2 separate regions of the Mus musculus genome follow, and region 1 is linked to region 2. A link is a contact called in public Hi-C data. All regions are on one chromosome and are shown on one strand. The core of a region is the stretch at or near the end of the contact, and the rest is flanking DNA. Distances in the headings are between cores, read along the strand shown.

The links. A called contact is a pair of places that touch in the nucleus more often than the background predicts.
Region 1: a Hi-C map of cerebellum shows a contact between it and region 2, with 1.5 times the contacts expected there. The contact joins two enhancer-like sites. A contact is called at or near these places in 2 of 39 promoter capture datasets (the C10 cell line and hippocampal neurons), 2 of 484 Hi-C or Micro-C datasets (cerebellar granule neurons and cerebellum) and 1 of 9 other capture datasets (embryonic stem cells).

The regions. Positions count from the first base shown.
Region 1 is chr8:24,163,721-24,170,025 of GRCm38.p6, reverse strand. No RefSeq gene overlaps it. Among named protein-coding and RNA genes, the nearest start is that of Gm51564, 120 kb to the right of the region's middle. Within about 2 kb of position 2,230, at least 1 of the 459 cell types and tissues checked has an H3K27ac peak or open chromatin away from gene starts, as enhancers often do. A contact at or near this core is called in cerebellum, where this site is marked.
Region 2 is chr8:23,724,172-23,729,970 of GRCm38.p6, reverse strand. The region is part of intron 1 of Zmat4 (zinc finger, matrin type 4); the gene reads right to left. Among named protein-coding and RNA genes, the nearest start is that of Zmat4, 57 kb to the right of the region's middle. Within about 2 kb of position 1,345, at least 2 of the 459 cell types and tissues checked have an H3K27ac peak or open chromatin away from gene starts, as enhancers often do. A contact at or near this core is called in cerebellum, where this site is marked.

The DNA.
Region 1 (6,305 bases), core at 981-3,480, 440 kb before region 2:
TCTCCCCACCAACCTCTCATGCTCACGTGCTCCGGTGCCACATTATCACTTCAGGAATGTCATGCTGACAAACTGCCCTGTCCTGAATATTCTCCTAGTCACAAATCCATAGGTCAACCCGAATCACCAATACGACAACGTACAGAGGGCAGTACTATTACACAGGAGAAAGCCTCACTGAAGGAAGTCTCGTGGGATTTGCCAACCTCTTCCCAATGAGGCTGCAGCAAGAAGCTGTCGTTTACCAAGCGCAGAGAAGGCCTCGCCATGTGCTGAGCTGCTGGTCCCTGTTTAGACTTCTACTCTGAAAATGTCCGATTACAGTCCCCCAACCACCTCCCAAGACTGGCTTTGTCACTTAGCATAATTCAGTGCAGCCTCAAAACATGGCAGATAGCAATGGTTTATTACTTCTCACTGTTGAGTGTTATCTTAAGACAGGGATGGCCACAGTCTGTTTAACCAGCCACCCTTTGAAAACACTGTGTCATTCCAGTGTATAGCTATACTGAGTAGAAGTGTCATGCAGGCTCCTAGATAGAGTTCTCCTTGTGTGCAGCTGTGCCTGTGCTCCACTGCTTTTTTTGCCTTGTAATTGTGTATCTACTGTTCTCGTACATGCTTACATTGTTGCTCTGCATGGCTGCAATGTTTTCAGACTCCTCTCAGGATATGAGAGACCCAGTATCTCTGTATTATTGTCTATCTTTGATGTTATTTCTGCATTGTATTTTCATCTATGCTCATAAAAAAAAAGTGGTGTAGTTCATTCCTGTGAGTACCATCTTACACCAACATACACAGTACCCATTTCCATGCTACCACTCCTGTAGATTTGTCCCAGTGTTAAATGCCTCTTTCATGATCCTCCATTTTGTCTTCCAAATGAAAACTCCAGTTCTGTGTTGCTTTCACCACTTTTGGTGGATTTAGAATTCACTGAATCATGTTATTTTTTTTATCATAATTCCTTTCTGTAATGGGGGTGAAGGCCAAGGAAAAACTAATCTCTTATAAGTCATTTCACCATAACCAGAGAGAAACCTAGGAAAAGCTAGTCTCTTTGATTTGTCCTGTCTTCTGCCCGAGTCCCAGGTATAACAGAAGGGTGAGTGACTTGGAATCCCCTAAGTATAAATTATCTAGAATCCTCCACAGGCATGTAGGTAGGTCTGTCCACTGCCTGAGGCCTGGGCCTTTCCTGGAGATGTGCAGAAGGAAGTGGAACCACCTGCTCACTGTCTAGGAACGTGATTTCAGATGAAGGTGCAGACACAGGGAAACCCCCTCACTTCAACCTTCCCAGCCAACACAAAGAGAATGGCGGGCTGTGGCATGAAGTTGAATCCTGATGGGCATAAGGGGGCACTTTCTGAGACTTCTAGAAAGGTGTCAGGAGACTGTATATGGATGGATCCAACCCACAGGGTAAGTTTGCTGCCCCTCACCCCAGACTCCCACTTGGCTACCAGGCCAGCCCTGGACAGGAAATCAGGTATAGGGGCCATAGGTGAAAACCTGAAATTGTGAGGGTTCTTCTTGATTCTTCATTTCAGCAGATTGAGAGACACCTGGAAGATAGGTCAGGCCCACTTCTACTGTGTCTGTGGGTGTTTCTAGAGAGGGTCAAATAAGGGAAGAGAGCCCAGCCTGAATGTGATTGGTACTGTCCCTAGCCTGGAAACTCAGATGGAATGAGAAGAAGGAGACTGCCCGGGGCTTCAGCATCCTCTGTCTGCCTCCTTCCACCATTTGGATTGAAATATCCATAGCTAAAGTCAAAACAATCTCTCTTTCAACTTCCAGTTTCTATGTCTGCCAGCTAAGATTTGCTTAACACGGCAATAGAACACTATTGGCCAACACGTTCTTTCCTATCTCCCCACGCTCTCCGTGTCCCACCAGCAGCCAGAGGGCAGAGTCTTTAGTTACAGCCACCTCTGTCCATGTTGCTGCAGTGATTAATGAATGGCCACCGAGGCTGCCCCTGTTCTGCTGCTGTGAGCTGCTCCAGTTCCACTTTCTCTACAACTATTGTCATCGTCTTTAATGAGGATACCAGCGTCTGTGGAATGGAAATCTCTAACTGGAATCACACGGTAGAACAACAAAAGCAAGCCATAGCTGACTTGTTCTTAATGCCAGTAAAGTCGAGAGATACCAGGAGTCTACCCCTCTAATCCGGTCATCTCGAAGGCAAGCCAACTGAAGATCCAGATGGCCAGTTTGTTAGCAGAGTGCCAGGACTACAGTTCCAACCCAGACCCCTCCTCCATCTGAGCCTATGGCTGCTGTTAATACCATGATAGCTGTGCAGAAAGGGTTCAATGTGTTTATTTGGGGGGAGTGTGATGATGTCAACAGGCACTGTGGGAAGGGTCCATAAGCAGCCACCTTAGTTTACAGAAACATCAAATGCCAGGAGCAGGCAAATGACTGTACATCAAAGTTACTGAGATGGTCTTCATAAGATTATAAGCAGAGCTACAGAAGACCTATGCTTCTAGCCTGTGGGACACACAGTAAGTGATCCATAGCAGGGGAGACCGGGGAGGTATCACCACTCAGGCTAAAGAACTGTGGACTCCAGCAGAGAGGGACATGCATTTCTCAAAGTTCATTTCTAGGACCTAGCACAACTCTTGGTGTATAGTGAACTCTCACTAAAGACAATATTCCATCTAATCTAGAATAGCATTTTTTTCCTAAGAAAGTTGTTGGAATGTGTGACATTACAAAGAAAGACAAATACTGCTAACAAATCATGAGAGATTTAGAGATACCAAATATGAACAAAAAGAGTCATCTAGAATCAGAGAACTACTATACTAGCAGTGAAGGGGACGTTGTGAATAGACCATGTAGGGTCAGGGTTCTGTGACCACTACTGACTGTATGAATAGTCCTACTCAAATCTCTTTACTTTTTTCTTTTCTTTTTTTTTTTTTTGTCTCTCTTTGGGGATACTTTTTTTCATTTTTGTTCTTTAAGAATTTCATACAAGCATGAATGAAATATACTCATATCCACCCCAACCTTCAGTTTTCCCTATAACCCTGCAATGTGTCTGCCTCTCAACTTCATTTTTTTCTTCTTCTACTTCTCCTCCTCCTTCTCCTTCTCCCCTCCCCTCACACTCTCCTCCTCTTCTTCTTCCTCCTCCTCCTCTCCTCCTGACTAAGACCAACTAGTACTAACCATATGTACATGAATATAGGACCACCTTTTAAATTTTATTGTTTTGAAAATAGAAAAGGAAATAATAAACTCCATCTCAAAATGTATGTCTGGGGCTTGGGAGATGATTTGAGGATTTAAAGTGCTTCCTGTTCTTGCAGAGGGCAAATCTTTAAATTTTTTTCTGATTAGAATATATCATCCATGTTAAAGAACTTTGTATAGTTTAAACTGTAACATTGTGATGTTTGGAAACTATAGGTTGTCTATTGTACCTTAAACGATAGAAGCAATTCAGATTGGTAGTGCTATTAGCAAAGGCTACTCATGGTCAGGTATCCCAAGTGTGGGCTCAGAGCATACTGCTGGAGAAAATTACTAGCTCCAGTGGCATGCTAAGGTTCAGACAGGAATGTTAGGTACCTGAAGGATCCACCAATAAAGGATAGAAGTTTTTACAGAACTTTGCCATTGCTTGGAGCACATTTGGGAAGTACCTGTCTTGTAATTGGTGAACTCTGAGTGCTCTAAACTTGCAAGAGGGGACAAAAATCTGACACAGAGTTTTTCTTTTGCCATTGCAGTGTTGGAGAAAGAGCATGCTAAGCAAGGATCCTACCACTGAGCCATGACCAGTCTTCCCAGCTGACGTTTAAAGAGTGCTCTACTGGTGCATGTCAGTCGAGAGGTTTTGTTTCAATTACGTTGGCATCCCAGCTAATTGAAGCTCCGAGAAAAAGAATGCTCCCAAATTTCCAAAAGCTTGCAAACCTTTGGTGATCCCTGGTTTTATCTTTGTTTGTTTTTGCTTATATTTATTTTGTGGGAAGGTACACAGGCTCGTTAAAGTGCACATGTGGAGATTGAGAGAGAACTTGAGGGAATCGTTCTCTCTGCACCATGTGGGTTCTGGCTCTTGACCTCTCAAGCTGTCAAGCTTGGCAGCCAGACCCCTTACCTGCTGAGCCTCCTCACTGGCTCTGATATTCAGATTTCTATGAGATACGTTTCAAGAAGTTCACGGTATCTTTGGACTCATAGTGTAGCTGAGGATGACCTTGAACTCCCAATTCTCCTGCCTCCACCTCCCAAGAGCTGAGAACAGAAATGTATGCCAACACATCCAGCTCTATTTGGGTGAAAAACCATTACCACACCCAAGAAGTCATATGCTCTAATACTGAAGAACATGAAACAATTGAAAATTAGGAAAGATTTTCATTTAATTTTTCCTGCATTATGATTTGGATTTTGCAAATGAAAAAAAATCATAAAACCTTAGTAAATAAAAGTTTCTTTTAAAAGTTTAATATTGAACTCTACTCGACGTGCTTATTGGCAGCAATCTCTTTGTTCCCTCCTGTGCTAAACACGTATTTAAGAAATACGAGATTGGTGATTGGTGATCCAGTCTCTCTGGGGTCCCCTGTCTTTCCTTGGCTCAGATGAGAATGGAGCCTCCATCCCTGTAATGTGGCTTTTGGGGAAGCTTCCTGCATATGCTACACAAGAAGGCTGAATAAACAGCTGAAAATGTGGATTTCTCCAGAGTCTATTTTCCTTTTCTGGAAGTTATCCCTCAGGCCGCATCTGGCTCTTGCAACAAACCAACCAACAAAACAAGCAAAACAACAACAAAATAGCCCCTTGGACCTGGCATCCAAGGCTTAAGCACTGACCTTCTATTTACCTGCTACTTGGGACCAGGGGAGCAATAGCTATTTTTGTCCTGGGATCTCAACCAAAAAAAAAAATATATATATACATATATATATTTTTTTTTCAAGACAGGAATTCTCTGTGCCATCCAGGCTGGCCTCCAACTCAGAGATCTGCCTGCTTTTGCCTCTCAAATGCTGGCATTAAAGGGATGTGCCACCATGCCAGCTAGAACCACGGGTCTTTGTATTCTAATAAATCATCCCTTCCCAAAGGACAATCTAGAGCAGATTCTGTCCTTCAATTAACTACTAGAGGGCTATGAAAATGTATGTTCTTCTTTCTTTCACTGCTGCTTCGCCTTTGTTTGCCAAGAACCAGCCTCAGCTTGGAGAGGGGTTCCAAGAGAAGAGGTTCTGAGAGCAGGGAAACAAATGCCTCAAAGTCAAATCATGGGTTACAAGATGATAGCTTATGTTCTGCTTGAGACAACTTTCCAGATTGCGCTCTCTCTCTCTCTCTCTCTCTCTCTCTCTCTCTCTCTCTCTCTCTCTCTCTCTCTTTCTGTGTGTGTGTGTTTGTGTGTGTGTGTTCTGATCAAGACAGCTTTCTCTTGCTATTCTAAAAAGTCTCTGGATAGCTTTTGATCTCTTGCAGATCAAAACCCAAGATTTTTATTTACATATTAGTTCAGTCTTTGCCTCAGGTTCCCTTTTGATAATCCCATGAACCAGAATCCCATGACTCTACCCCCTTGAGTCTTAGAAAGAGGCAGCAAGCACAAGTACAGACAATAAGATATCTAGGTGGTACCCTGCCTGACATTTCCATTTCTACCATGCCCAGGTCTGGACCCAGCTCCCTCTGTCCCAGGTTGACCTTGGTCGTAGGAATCTACTTTGTAAGCATAAACAACAACAACAAAATAGCTGGATGGGACCTTGCCTTTTGATCACCACTCTCTAAATCTCTCTATCTTCTTCCTTAGTATCTTTCCAACCAGCTGGCTCATAGTACAGCTGCCTCTGCTCTTTTACATCTGTGAAGCTCCTTATACAGTTCATATTGCACCCTCATCTTTTGCATAGTTGAGAAATTATACATTTTGAACTCATGTTTTCAGCATTCTTTCCCACAGCCTTAATTAAGGGCTGTCCTGAAGGTCACAGTATTCTACCATTTTGCTGAGACATTGACATTCCCTTGCTTCCCAGATCCATGCTGTCTCTGACTATCGCAGTCATGAACCTTGGCCTCGACGGAGGCCCTTGAAAATATGAACACTATTATACAAACAGGCTTGTGCTTACAGCAGCTATCAACACTCATGGAGGTCTACACCCTGCTGGCTCTGTTTCAGTGTGAGAACCACACCATTCCATCTATCCCTTACACATGGCCAAGCAAGATGTGGCATTTGTTGTCTCCATTTCCTGGTCTGTAAAACTAGTGTGCACTGATGGCCTCAC
Region 2 (5,799 bases), core at 96-2,595:
AGGTTTCCTGCTTGCAGTTGAGGACATGAGCTCTCATCTTCTACTGCCACCATGCCTGACTACTACCACGCTTCCTGGCCATGACCATGAGGGGCTCTAATCTTTCTAGAACTGTGAGCCAAAAATAAACTCTTCCTTCTAGATGTCTCTACAGTCAGGGTGTTTTATCACAGCAGTACAAAGGTAATAACCACAGCATGCATGAAGCCGGGATTTCAATCTCCAGACCTAGAGGAGAGGATTTCCCTAATGCTGCATGGCCTGAGGCAGAGGCAGGGGAACAACTTGGGCACCGATGCAATGCAATGCATATTGCAATGCAAGGTGCCTCCAGAATGGAAGGTTTACCTCAAGCCCCTCAACTTCACTGACTATGCATAATCAACAAGTAAAAAGCATGAGAGTGACTGAGCTCTCTGACTGTTGGGAGACGCAATCCCAGTTCGCATGATTGCAGGGGCAGAGTGGGCCTCTGCACTAAATACTCACCAGCAATAAAAATCCCCACTTGAAAGCCTTTACAGCCTCACCTTCCAATTATCTCAGTGCCCCGATTTCCAAGTGACTGAGATCTCTAAGAGAAACGTGTGCATGCCTTGGGTCTGCTCCCAGATCAATACCGCCAAACAGCTCCAAAAAGCAAATTCTAAATGCATCTTCATTATTATTTTTCAAAAGCTTTGTTTCCTCCTGAGGAAAACACTCTCATTTTAAGACTTGACAGCCTGTAGATCACCCAAGGAAAAGGACAAAAAGTTAAAAGTTATTAATGGGCATCTCTAGGCAATTAAGAAAAAACATGCCTTCCTCAGGTCCCCGGTCCTGTCGGATGCTGCAGGCCAGTTGATGGCGTTTCTGTTTCTGAAAGATAATGTGGCCTTCCGTGCAGTTGCTAAAATGGTCCATCAACCAGCAGGTTGTGGCAGCCTCCTGAAAAGCATAGCAATATCCTGTGATTCCAGCGATGGCAAGATACTTGATTAAGTTTACACAAGTTAGTTCTCACGTACAGAGCCCCAAGAGACAACTGGGGGAACATGGGAAAATCTGTGTTCACTGTCCCAAGGCACTATAAAAGCCTGTCAGGAAATGGTTTAAACTCACGAGCTAAGTGCATTTGCTGGTTAAATAAATAAATAGATAAATAAATAGCAAACCGGTAACTCTTGGAAGAGGCAGTGAGAGTCCAAGAGAGTCCAAATGCCTTTGACAGACAAAGCCAAGCATCAATTAGGACCTGCCCCAAATGTCCAGAGAAGAACCAGCCAGCAGACAGATGGGCTCTGAGCAGGAAGCAGGACTCTTTGTCTAAGAACCTTGAAATTCCTAGATTTGGACTCCAGCCTTTTGCAGGGAACAACTCACAGAGAACAACTCCACAAGAGCTGTCCTGAGGCATGAGGAGAATGTGCAGCCAGATCTGTCAACGTTTCACTAAACGGTCTGCAGAGCAGCCAACCTTGGAGAGCCACTATTTGTGAACCTTGGTCTAGATGGGCTCCCTAAATAACACTCATTTTTCTTTCCTCAAAGTCTTTAAAACTTCTCCCTTCTGCCCCATCTCTCCCACCCTTGTGCCCTGCTTTCCTATGCAATCTGCCCTCTGCCTGGAGGAAGACTGGTGGTGTGGTTTCCACGCTCCTTCCTGGATGCCCTAGAAGATACCTGGAGATGGTGGAGATGGCTTTACTGAATGTAAGGATACAGACAAGGCTGTGGCACGCTCTGTCCATCCTGGCTGTGGAGTCTGTAATTAACGCTCTGGGTGTTTGATAGCCTGCTCTATGCAGAGTAATTAAAACCACCGCATTGCTTCTTTTTGCAATTCCTCTGATAAATGGTATAAACTAGCAGCATGCTGGAGCTGTGAGGTTCCACCTCGCTGTCCCATGGCTTCCCCTGCCTCAGCAGCCTTCCATTTGGAGGAAGGTGGAGATAGGGACTGCACTGCAGAAAGGAGAGGGTAGGCAGGAAGGACACACCCTAGACTCTGGCAAGAAAGAGTTGGAGGAAGAGCACAGTACAGGGCTCTAGCAGTTTCCCCTCCACTTGTTTGGGACAGGAGGCCCAGAGGGGCTCAGAGGGGCTTTTATCCGAAATTCCACAAGTGTAACTTCACACTATCCTCTGTCCTTAAAGGGCACCCCACCCTCCCAAGTCCTATGATACAGAAGTAGGAACAATCCAGTCCCCATGGACAACACAGCTTTTCTAATTTTCAGCATCTCTAACTGTAAAATGGGTAGCCACTCTGACTTTCTCTGTTCATCACACGGGGGCGTCTGGGAAATTAAACTGCCTTGTGTCTAGGACAAAGCTCTCCCAGCTGCAAAGGCTGTAGGTTCTTGGGTTATCTATGCCTCCTTGAGACTGAGACAGAATAGGGAAAGAACAAGTCAGCGTGTTCCCAAAGCCACTTGGCCCTGAAATTAAAGCAAGGGGCAGGGAGGAAAGACTGAAAAGGGAGGACATGGGAGGACAAAGGTGCTTCAGGGAAAGTCTCAGTCCTCCTCCTGCCATACAAGGTGCTCCTGCCAGCCTCAGGCAGTCCGCTGACAATGCATAACTCCACGCAGATGAAATGCCCTTCCCTAACAGCTTGCATCCTTTCTGGAATTCAGTTGTGAGGGAAACGAAAATGGAATATAGAAGTCACCTCTGCTCTGGGCGGTCTCCCTGGCCCCACCTCTATGTAGATCCCTAACTGCATCCAGGATGCATGGTTGAATCTACATCCATCATGCCAGTGTCTACAGGGCTTTGACAAGAAAACCGAAAACCAGCCCTATTAAACCTTCCAAAAGTGCTGACCTACCTGCAGATTATGTGGGATCATTCCCAAAGCACACATGATGTGGCCTCTAATTTTAAGCCAAGAACCATTTTTCAACAATGTAACCATGAATTTCTTTTTTTCCCCCAAAGGGCAAGAGAAACTCCATGATTCAATGTATCTTTCTCTCTCCCCTTCCATTGGCCAGTTAAGGAAAAGATGTTGCTCCAGTGGAGGAAAATGAAATCTATATGACTCCACTAACTAGGAAGCGAGGTTTCTGATAACAAAAAGGAACTCTTGGAAGTAAATAAATCGACCTCCAAGCTGCACTGGACCACAAGAGCATAATCCTGAGGCCGTGGGTGTAGCTCCAAAGTGCAGAACTATACTAATGTAGTCTAGTTGCATATATTGTATATATAATGTAGTTTAGTTGTACATACTATATATATGATATAGTATAGTTGTATATACTGTGGATATATATATGTATGTATGTATATATATATATATATATATATATATATATATATATATATATATATAAAATGTAGTATAATTGTATAGTAGTATAGTCCTTGGCCTTAACGGCTACCAATCAGGAAAGGAGTGGGTCTGCTCTGGCTAGCTTTATGTCAACATGACACAAACTAGAGCCATCTGAGAGGAGGGAAACCCAATTGAGAAAATGCTTCCATTAAGCTTCAGCCCTAAGGCATTTTCTTAATTACTGATTGATGGAGGAGAGCTCAGCCCATTTTGGATAGCACTATCCCTGGGCTGGTAGTCCTAGGTTTGATATTAGCAAGCCATGTTGAATAAGCCAGTAAAGGGCACCCCTCCACAGCCTCTGCATCAGTTCCTGCCTCCAGGTTCCTGCCCTGCTTAGTCCCTGTCCTGGCTTTCTTCCATAACGGACTGTGATGTAGAAGTGTAAGCTCTACAAACCCTTTGCATCCCAAGATGTTTTTGGTTGTGGTGTTTTATCATAGCAATCAATGGTAACACTAACTAAGGCAGAGGAAGGGGGACTCAAAGTATTATGTCATCCCCTCTCACACCATTTGTCCCACTCTGGCCACAGAGTCCACACCTGAGTATGGTCACCTGTCAGATGTCTTGAGGATGGCCAGAAAAATGTTCATTGAGCCCTAGCAGCACCACCACAAACAGAAGTCATTCTGTGTTGTTTGCACAAATCGGAATGAATCTCCTAAAGAAAACCCATGTGGTGAGCCTGCAGGAAAGACGCTCTTGGGACACACACTTAGGTGTCAGCATTGATTATGACCTTTGTTAGTTACATAACTCAGAAAGTCATTTAATCCCTGAACCTCACTCAACTTGCCTATAAAGTGGTCCATGAAAGCACTGTTTTCATGGTGGTAACATTGTTGTGAGAATATGAAGTGCCTCGTCCTTCTTAGTACTCAATAAAGACCCAATAAAAGATCGTCAGTATCCTTGATGTTGCCGATGACTACAGCTGTATGATTCTCATCTATTCTGTCCGCCATTTCCCAAGCCTCTTCCCTGCTGATCCTGGTCCCATAAATGTGGGGTGTCAGCACCTCCGTCACTGCAGCTGTTCCTGGGGAACCTGCCTCAGAAACACCTCAGCCTCCAGTGCCAAGAAGACCTCAGAGGTCTTCTGCAGGTCACCGAGCTCTGTTCTTGGCAGGGGGCAAGTCATGCTGGGAGGACAAGCTGCCATCAGGCTGGCGTCGCACATGGCAAGGTCAGCCTGCACAGCTGCCTAGTGGGAGCCCAGCCCACAAATCTATCTAGAAGGGAGGGGGGAGACTGTGTGAGAGGGATAAGCACAGGCTGTCAACATCCTCCCTGATCTGCAGGAGCCCTGGACCACTCTCAATGAGTAATATCCCTGCTTCTTTGCTTTTCAGTAACGGAGATGTGATCCAGAACCCCAATTAGGCTAGACAAGAGCTCTACCAATGAGCCACTCTCCCATCCCTAATGTCATCGTCTTTAAACCATCAAGCATACAGACACGGGCCAGCACTGCACAGGGAAGAGTCATCCCTCTGCCTCTCTGAGTACTTGCATTATTTACTTGTAATATATTTATAAGTAATGACATTTCTCCACCCACCTCTCTCCTACAGACACAGAAAGGAGGAGTAAGATGAAATGCTATTAGCCTCCCAAGAGAAAGAGATGAAAAAGCTGTATTCACATCTCTTGTGCACCCAGATCTTAGAAAATAGTTGCCGAGTCATGCCGCCTTGTCCCCTGGAAAGCACACACATACATTGCTTATCAGGTATTTCCCTAGACCTGGATCATGCTCAACACACTCCTCAAAGGGTGGAAAGAAGAAGATAACTCACACAGAAAGTATTACTCACTGTGTCTTCTATGCTTCTACAGTACCATGACGGGAGATAAATAGAGCTTTGTATTATGAGTCACACTCATGAGAATCCCCTCTAGCATCCAACTCAGTGTCTTGCACGGAGTAGGCACTTGGAACAATATCTACTCAACTGAGGACATTCAGCAGAGCTCAACCCTGACTTGGGGCCAGGAAGAACTACTCAATTGACCTACCTGGTCACCACCCCAGTGGCTTCCCACTCAACACCTTCACTAAGATGTTCGGGACATAGTCTGAGATCTTGTGGACCATTCTGTCTCTTCCCTTCTCACCCTCTATATGTATTAGCAAGAGAAACTGAATTCCCTTTAAGAAAGATTTTCCTAACTCTGTTTCTCACTAGCTTTAGCTAAAGGCCAGAATTGCAAGCCCCCATAACTTCTGGCAGAGACTATGATCTTCAGCCCAAGCCCTACCCCCTTCACTTTGCCATCCTCATCTGGCCAGGATGATCTCAGCTATCAAAGGGCTCCTGTAAGCCTTCAGCCATAACCCTGGCAAGACTAATCAGGCATCTGAAATTCCCACTGACTCAGAAGCCCTGCCCTACCCCACCTTACACTGCCCAGTTTTCCAAGTATATATCATCCCTGACACCCTTCTCATGGTTCATTTTCCATTGGCA